Linked DNA regions of Anas platyrhynchos: region 1 is linked to region 2. The links are chromatin contacts, called in public Hi-C maps. All regions are on one chromosome and are shown on one strand. The core of a region is the stretch at or near the end of the contact, and the rest is flanking DNA. Distances in the headings are between cores, read along the strand shown.

Evidence for each region. A called contact is a pair of places that touch in the nucleus more often than the background predicts.
Region 1: a Hi-C map of F5 follicle shows a contact between it and region 2, with 4 times the contacts expected there. The contact joins the promoter of INHBA here to the enhancer-like site in region 2. A contact is called at or near these places in 3 of 8 Hi-C or Micro-C datasets (F5 follicle, liver and skeletal muscle).

The regions. Positions count from the first base shown.
Region 1 is chr2:100,956,303-100,960,366 of IASCAAS_PekinDuck_T2T, forward strand. INHBA (inhibin subunit beta A) reads right to left here and starts at 2,675. Exons shown (of 3, transcript XM_013095239.5): 1 at 2,528-2,675. The region is part of intron 4 of LOC106015519 (a long non-coding RNA gene); the gene reads left to right.
Region 2 is chr2:100,740,287-100,744,343 of IASCAAS_PekinDuck_T2T, forward strand. No RefSeq gene overlaps it. Among named protein-coding and RNA genes, the nearest start is that of INHBA, 220 kb to the right of the region's middle. Within about 2 kb of position 1,860, at least 2 of the 8 cell types and tissues checked have an H3K27ac peak or open chromatin away from gene starts, as enhancers often do.

The sequences.
Region 1 (4,064 bases), core at 1,425-3,924, 220 kb after region 2:
GGGAGAGAGAGGGAGAGGACGGATTGGCCTAAAGTGAGTGAGTGAATGGGAGAGGGAGGGAGTTCTGTCTGTGAGTAAAGGCTATGATTAGGAAGGGGGAGGAACAGGCAGGCTGGCTTCCTTATGCTCATTGCTCCCCTAACACACACCTCTCTTCAAATATCACTACTCGGGTTTTCTGCCCTCCCCCCTTTCTAAAATCTCTTTTAATTCCTGTAAATTCACTCTCTTTTTTTTACAGTTTGACCCTCCTGTCTCCCTCCTGGCCGTCATCTTCCCCCCCACCCCCACCCTTTTTTCTTTCTTTCTTTTTTTTTTTTTTTTTTTGTTTGTTTTATTCCTTCAACAGTATCACTGGCTTAACTAAACAGAGGAAACATGAATGAATGGAAAGAGTGAAACCTTTTATTAATGAGCACCTTGCTCTTGTCCTGTCTGGTATTGTTAGGGATAGCAGGAGATCTTAAATAGCTTGCGAACAAGAGGGCACTGAGGGCAGGGGCTGAGAGTCTGTTGGGCAGAATGTTATTCTGCTTTGAGTAGAAGAGAAAAGATCTTTTCTACTCACTTGTAAATGCTGGAGGTTATCAACACTGGCAAGAGATCTGACAGGAGCAAAATAACACTGTTGTTTGGAGGGCTATATAATACATGATCCGCTCTCCAGCTGCAGTACATGGTCAGGCACTGAGAACCTAAGCCGGAGTTGGTACGGCACATATCTGTGACATGCTAAGGTACTGCCCTGGCACCAGAAATATCCTTGCTTCTATGCTAGTCTGTGCCTAGAAGTTCTCAGGCAGATATATTTAGGTTTGGGGTTAATCAAGTAATGTCTGAAAAATGCTTTGAAGATGGAAAGTGTTACATGTCATCTGGCCAAATCATACTTGCTCCTGACTCAGGCAAATCCCTCATCGATGCCAATAATAATTCTGTCTGAGTGAAGGCTGAGTAAGATCTTCTACATTTGGCCCATTGTTATTAGAAGTCACTTTTTGTTTCATTCATTTAAATGACACAATCATAATATTAGAATAAGACATCACGAATAAAACATAGTTGAAAAAACAGTTTCAGCCACTGTTGGTAGATCCTTGGTATTTTATACTGACAAGGGTTTTGCCCAGCAGTAGAAAGGCATTTGCTATGTTACTGTCATGACTTCGTATCACCTTTATGTTCTGCAGCATCTCTGTTCTGTTCCTTACCTAGCAAGGGTGAAGCTAGCAAACTCCCTCATGTTTGGATGTGGTAACAGAAAATGAGAACGCTAAAAGCTGATGGAGTTTAACTTGAGGTTTTTCTGCACCAGACTAACTTTTGCTAATTTTCTTAGAGCCTTTTTTAGTAATAGCCCTCTTTCTTTTCCTTCCTTTCATACTCTCTCTCTCACGCACTTCTGCCTTCTTCTCAGGTGTGGTTACCTCCTACCCAGCAAATATTCCACTTTCACTATATTACCGTCAACCATTGTATTTTAGTGGAAAGGAGTAATTTATAAATATAAGCATTGTAAGGTCTCTAGTTTCCATGAGATGATTACAGACACATGGGCTGAGAGACAGGCATGGGATTATAGTTAAATGAAACATACAGAAGTAACTGAACAATCAACCAAAGTTTTACAAATGTTATATATTGCAAGTCCTTTTCAATTAAGGTCTTTTATAAGTCTTTCACTGTTATAAGGCATCCACAGTACACCCTCATCTGTGTTTTACTGACCTCAGTTGCTATACTGTTATATACTGTTACACTTACGGGTCTGTCAGCATTATAAACCCTGCAGCCATTCTTATAAACACATCTTTGTAACACAAACCTCGCTATAATACATCTAAATTTCTTGGATCTCATGAACAGCCCAAAGTCTGTTGTAATTATATGAAGTCTGAAAGTCAGCTTGAAATAGAACTAAAAGTTTAATTGGATGAAAAAATAATTTCAGTTGAAAATATGCATTCATGATTAGATATACTAACAGATGACATAATTAAAGGGGTTATTTATAGTTCTAATATAGCACCTATCCCAACAGTGTCTGATGAAAAGTAAGGGATAGGCATATTTCAGTTTAAAAGACAGATAAGTATGTTTGGGTTCTTGTTGTGAGGTGTACATTGCTTGCCATATATAACAGGTACACTTATCACAGACAATCTATTACATATAAGTATAGCATATTATACTTGCATGCCATGGTGATGACAGATTTAACATTAAAGCATAACTTTTCAAAAAGCATTGTTTTCTAAAAGCGAGTCTGCTAGTACCACAGATAGATAGTTCATTAGTACTTACATACATACCTATATATATATATATATATATATATGTTCATGTCTAAAAATACATAGTGTTTGGATAAATATAAAAATGATGGTTCAGATTCTTTTCATAAAATTACCTGAGCTGCAAAGCTCTGTATATACATTCATTCAATATATCCGTAACAATATGCAACAGCATGCACATGAATTAAAAGTTTTAGTTTTAAAAGAAAAAAGCTGGTTTAAAGTTTTACCTCTCTAGTCCTCACTCTCAGAAGGAGACTGCTGTATTGTGCATTAAGAACTGCTGAAGTTCCTCTTTGTGGTACTTATAATGCGAAGCTTTATACTGTACTTCTCATGTGTACACTCACATATAGTGTCTGTCAAAAGTAAGTGGGCCGGATCAGTGTGCTGGATTGGTTAATCCTGTTACATCAGCAATTGACTGTTTTTCCTGTATGAGACATACTTCTGGTAATTATCTAATGGAAACTCCTAATTGTCTAGCATGACAAAATATCGTGAATTCAACTTGTAGTGGTGATCTCTGTATCCATTTAAAGAATAGAACCTAGAATGAGACTGAAAGCAAACATTATGAGTCAGGAAGACACACTCCAACTTGTTTTATTGCATAGCTAGATATAGATATTATTAGATGTAGATATCACTGATTTAGTTCAAATACAGTATTTGCCAGATACTTAATTAATAGTTAGCAAATCGTTTTAGTCTTCTATCATGCTGAGGATTTATCAGATAATCTATCTACAAATTTGGATTACTTTCAAATTCAGGAAAATGCATTTGATTAAGAATCCTTTTGCAGAGGATATAATTTTTAGCTCAATCTTTGTATAAATTTATCCTTCTGTTAACTTAGGGATAGTTTTAAAGCTCTCCAAAACTGAGCTATATTGCTCATGTCCGAGTCTCAGAGCTCCTTGACATGCAGATTGTGTCACTATTAAAAACTATTTAGACACATAAAAATAAGTTACAATGAATGACAGTTTTTCTTTTTTTTTTTCTTTTTTTTTTTCTTAGGTATGACTTTAACTCCCGTGAAATAAAATCAACTTGCATTTTCGTTTCAGTTTATAGTAGTGAAACTTAAAAATAACTATGGCTATTAGGTAGTACGTAATTAATATATATATAAGGTCAAAAGTAAAGCCAAAATCAATCTCTTTTCTTAAACACACATAATAGCTAGCTTTATGTGGTACCGTTTATGACAAATGGCATGATCATGCAGTCTTTACTCATTCAAAACACCCACTGATTACCAGAAAATCCCCATCCTTCAGATTTTTTTTTTTGGCCTGAATCGTACTTATAATTGTATTTTTATGTCCTGTTGGTAATGTAAATTTAATCTGTCTTGGAATATGGCTGCATCAGGCAAGAAAGATTTAAAATTTTCAACTTACAGTGATACCAGGGAGTCCTTAGAGCAGCACTGATTCAGACTGAAGTATGTGCAGTATTCACACAACAGCTTTGGTAGAATGAGCAAAAAATCAGGAGTTAATGGGAAACATATGACCAGATAGGTTGTTTTGTTTCCTAGGTTTAATATGCATATAATAAGTTTTCAGGCTTTAACGTGCTGTGGATTGAAGCCTCTTGAAACAGGTTTCAGTAGCTTTCCTGCAGCCTGACATTGGTGGTTCCAGTTGTTACAAAGAACATTTTATTTTTATTTTTTCCCTTCAAGGACAGAGAGAGAGGCATGCTTGAAGAAACAAATAGTGAGTGTGTGTGCACATACCTACTTATTTATAG
Region 2 (4,057 bases), core at 610-3,109:
TCTCTACTGGCCAAAATAAGAAGTTCTCATGAAAAGATGTAGCAGCAGCAGGTATATATTAGAAAGATTTCATGATTATGATCATGAGGTTGACATTAGCACTTCCCTCATTCTCAGTTTTGATGAGTTAAAATTCAGAAGAATGTTGCACACAATAATGATCAATATTACTCTGTGCACATTGTGAACATTAAATTATTATGGTTTTAACTAACTGGTTGATATTTAATTCTATGTCAAGTAGAATGAATGTATGAGAATTAAAATACAGGGGCTATTTTTTCATCATTATTATAATATTTTTTTTTGTCTCCAGTGGCTTATTGACTTAATACAGACCACAAAAATGTATTTCTGATTTGCCAAAGATCTGGGGGAAACCCTCTAACTTGAGCAGGGAGCAGGAATACTGAGCTTAGTAGAGAAATTTCTGAAGATGATTTTAAGGTCTGTTAGGAAAACAGACCAGCTGATTGTACTGGTAGCTTCTGACCTGCAATAAATAAATTAATAAATCTCCAACAAATAGGTTCTTAGAGAAGAAGGTAATAAATCTGATCAAAAGAATGTTTCTGGTTGATTATATTTAGATATACTTGCATTATTTTCATAAAAAATCATAAAATTCATAATGTATTCATAAAATGCATTATTTTCATAAAAACTTCATTATTTTCATTTTGTCTTGGACAAAACAAGGTGTCGGTACATATTTTTGTGCAAATACTTTAAGTTGTTAAAATAGTCTAGTCTAAAAAACTACAAACTTCTACAGGCCAAAAAGAGTTCTAAGACAGGTACTTTCTGGATTCAGAAACTGGAAATTGGGGTTAATATTTTTCTCCTTTTGCAAAGTTCTCTTCCTTCATCTCCTGTCAAAGCTCTACCAGGGATCTTGTGGAGCAGTTAAGTACTGGAATAGAAGTTGGCCATACCTGGTGTGCCTTCACCATTCCTAGGGGGAATCCTGCAGCCATTGGATAACCCCATTGCCTTTGCTTTCGCGTTATTAATTTCAGATGGAAACTATTCCAGGCAAGGGCTGCCTTCCTGTGCATAATCTCAGCAGGCTGTAATCTCAGCTGAGCCTTGTAGGTGCTAATACTTCAGCAATTCTGAGGTTTTTGAGGGCAGACAGGGCTATTAGATGGTCTAATCTGACACTATATTCACACTGGCCATAGGATTTTGGAATGCCTTCAGGAAATAAACTCTTGGATAAAGAGCAGCTGGCTCAAGTTGAACGCAGGCAAGACCAAAGCAGTGCTAGTCAGAAAGGGGGAATGCTTTGAAGAGTGGGCCAAGGGACTGTCTCCACCTTCCACTCATTGAAGACATATGGTCTCCATTTATCAAAGTTGTGCAAAGCCCCTGGGTCCTGCCTGGCTTCAATGGCCAGGTAGCACTGCTTTCTAAAGATTTCACAGCTAGCTAGCTAGGAAATGTCCTCTCTTTCCTCACAGACCATGATAACCTGAGAGCAGGAGCATACAGCTTTGCTGTTTCCACTCTTGGTTATTGGAACTCATTTGATCTGAATGTGATTCATCTGAGTGTAAAAATGATGCTCATGTTCAGGATCAGGTTAATGCAGCTGCTCAGTTGTGTGTTAAATGTCTGTAGATGTTGCTACCTTATTTTTCTGTGGTGTAAGCTACCTTGAACATAGCAGTTCAAGTCTTCTCAGGGTGCTTGGTGAGCTTCTGATGTCACTTTCAGTACTGAAAGTGGTTAGTGAATCAACAGCAGCTAATCAAATCCAAATTTTTATGTATGAACCATCATGACAATAGTATTCCTACTGACTGAAGCAGAATGCATTGCCCAGAAGAAAGTATGTGAGAACCGGATACAAGACTTTCTTAATCAGAGAATGTGAAATTGTCTTGCAGAGAAGATCAGACAAGCCCTTAGTCTGACTGATCTTCAGGAAAGAGGCCATCTCTTTTTCCATCTGTCATACTCATGGTTCAAACAGTGTTTTATTCCTTAACAACTAACAGTGCTTCAGTTTATATTTGCTCTGCACTGAGGATTGTTTGTTTGTTTTTTTCATTTTTTTTCCAAGTTTACTTAAGTTTTTTAAACAGAAATTTTTAATTGAAAAGACTGGAAGTTTCTACTACTTCAAAACTTTCAGCTCTCGAATAATAATAATAAAAAATAATAAAACAAGGAATTATTAAAACAGGTTTGATAGTAAAAGCTTCCACACATTTGTATTTTTTTGCAATGTAGGGTGGGGGAAAATACCCCTTGTGAAATATCTTGTGAAATAAAACAGCAATTTTAAATGCCTTTGTGAGAGATGCTGAAAACACACAAAAAGGTAGAAGACTTGGAATTACGTCCTCCCCTAAGAAAAGAAGAATCTGTTTTCCTTCAATTTTAGGCATATGTGATGAATTTAAATGAATTACATTGCATTATATTAAAAGAGAGAATGTGATGTTATAATCAAGATTGTCCAGATTGGATTAGAGATTTATGATATCTTTTCATGTGCACATTTTTTCTGTGGGGTGTAATCGTCCCTCACCTGTTCTGCTTGCTACTCAGACATTTCCGAAAGAGGAGAAATCTAGAGTTTGAATGGTAGAAGATAGGATTTAGGATTCTTCATGTGTCTTTAATGTGCCAGGTAGAAAGCTGAAAGTGTTTGATTTAAAATATGAATCTTGATTTCCAAAGTTTTTGAGACTTTGAAATAATTTGAGATCTGGCGTCTGTGAAGCCTTTCAGATTTTAGAACCACATTTATTGTCCTCAAGCTAAATTGTCCCCAGACAAATACAAGACAGAGGCAAACCCTCACACTTTTGTGGTTCCTGTAGAAATACCAAAGTATTAATGGCCTTTCTGTACACTTTTTCCAAACCTACCTTTAGTTGATGAGAGAAACCAGTGCAGGTGTTGGAGCTGAGGACATGGATGTATCAGAACTGAACAATAGTAATTCTTCCCTCCAGCAGTGTCCCACAGGGGTGAAAGATACAAGAAATCAGACCTATTCTTCAGCTATGGTAAGAACAGGGGAAAGGCATAACAGCATGGTATAAAAGCCAATTTTCTCTCTGCAACTGTTGTTACTTCAGACAAATTCTCCAAAGATGCCATGAGTAAGAAGGAAAGCTCAGAATAGAGAAGAGCAATCTCATTTCTTTGCAATTTAGGCAACTCCTGAGCTGAGAGAAGTAACTCCCTCTGAAGAGTGAAGAGAAATGAAATGTATTCTCTTTAAAGAATGAAATTGGGACTCTGTACAAAACAAAACAAAACAAAACAAAACACAAAACAAAACATGATTTCCACTGTTTATTATTATTATTATTATTATTATTATTATTATTATTATTATTATTATTTATTTTTTATTGGGTTTAAGGATATGGAAAGGTTCCTGTCTTCTGGGTGCAGGGTCAGCAGGGGGTGCCCTGCTCCTTCAGGATGTGGGTGAGGATTTCCTGCCCTAGAGAGAAACGGGAAGGGTTTGGTACCTATGGTCAGGCACCACCCTCTGTGTCTTGTACATGTGGGAGAGAATTAATCACTGTAGGCCATGTCTGTAGTTCTTTACTGAGGTTTTATTCAATCCCTCTCTGTCTAAAGAAGGTTTAGCTAAGAAAGTGAGTCAGGGCTGGGTGCTCTGTTGCTCGCTTCTGAGTAATGATCACTCCATTAGAGAGGATGTGGTGCTTTGAAAAAGGTATCAGTGAAATTAAATTTTGGATAAAAGCAGATTCCTACATTTGCTTCCATTACCAAAGATAAAGACTAACAGCAACGGGGGAAGATTTTTGTGTTATGCAGGAGGAGAGTCCAAACTTGTGACTGCTTTTTCATGGGACAGAACTCCAAACCACACACAGGTGGTGTGTGGACCAAAGGCTGGGAAATATTGCACTTCAGCTGAGGAAATCTCCTCTGGTAGGTAGGTAGGGCACAAAGACAGAAGTAACCAACAGGGATTCATCACTTAGGCTAACAAGAATTAATGAACACAGCGCCACACAGCAGAAAACAGCAAAATACAATTAGGAAATGGTTGGTCTTAACT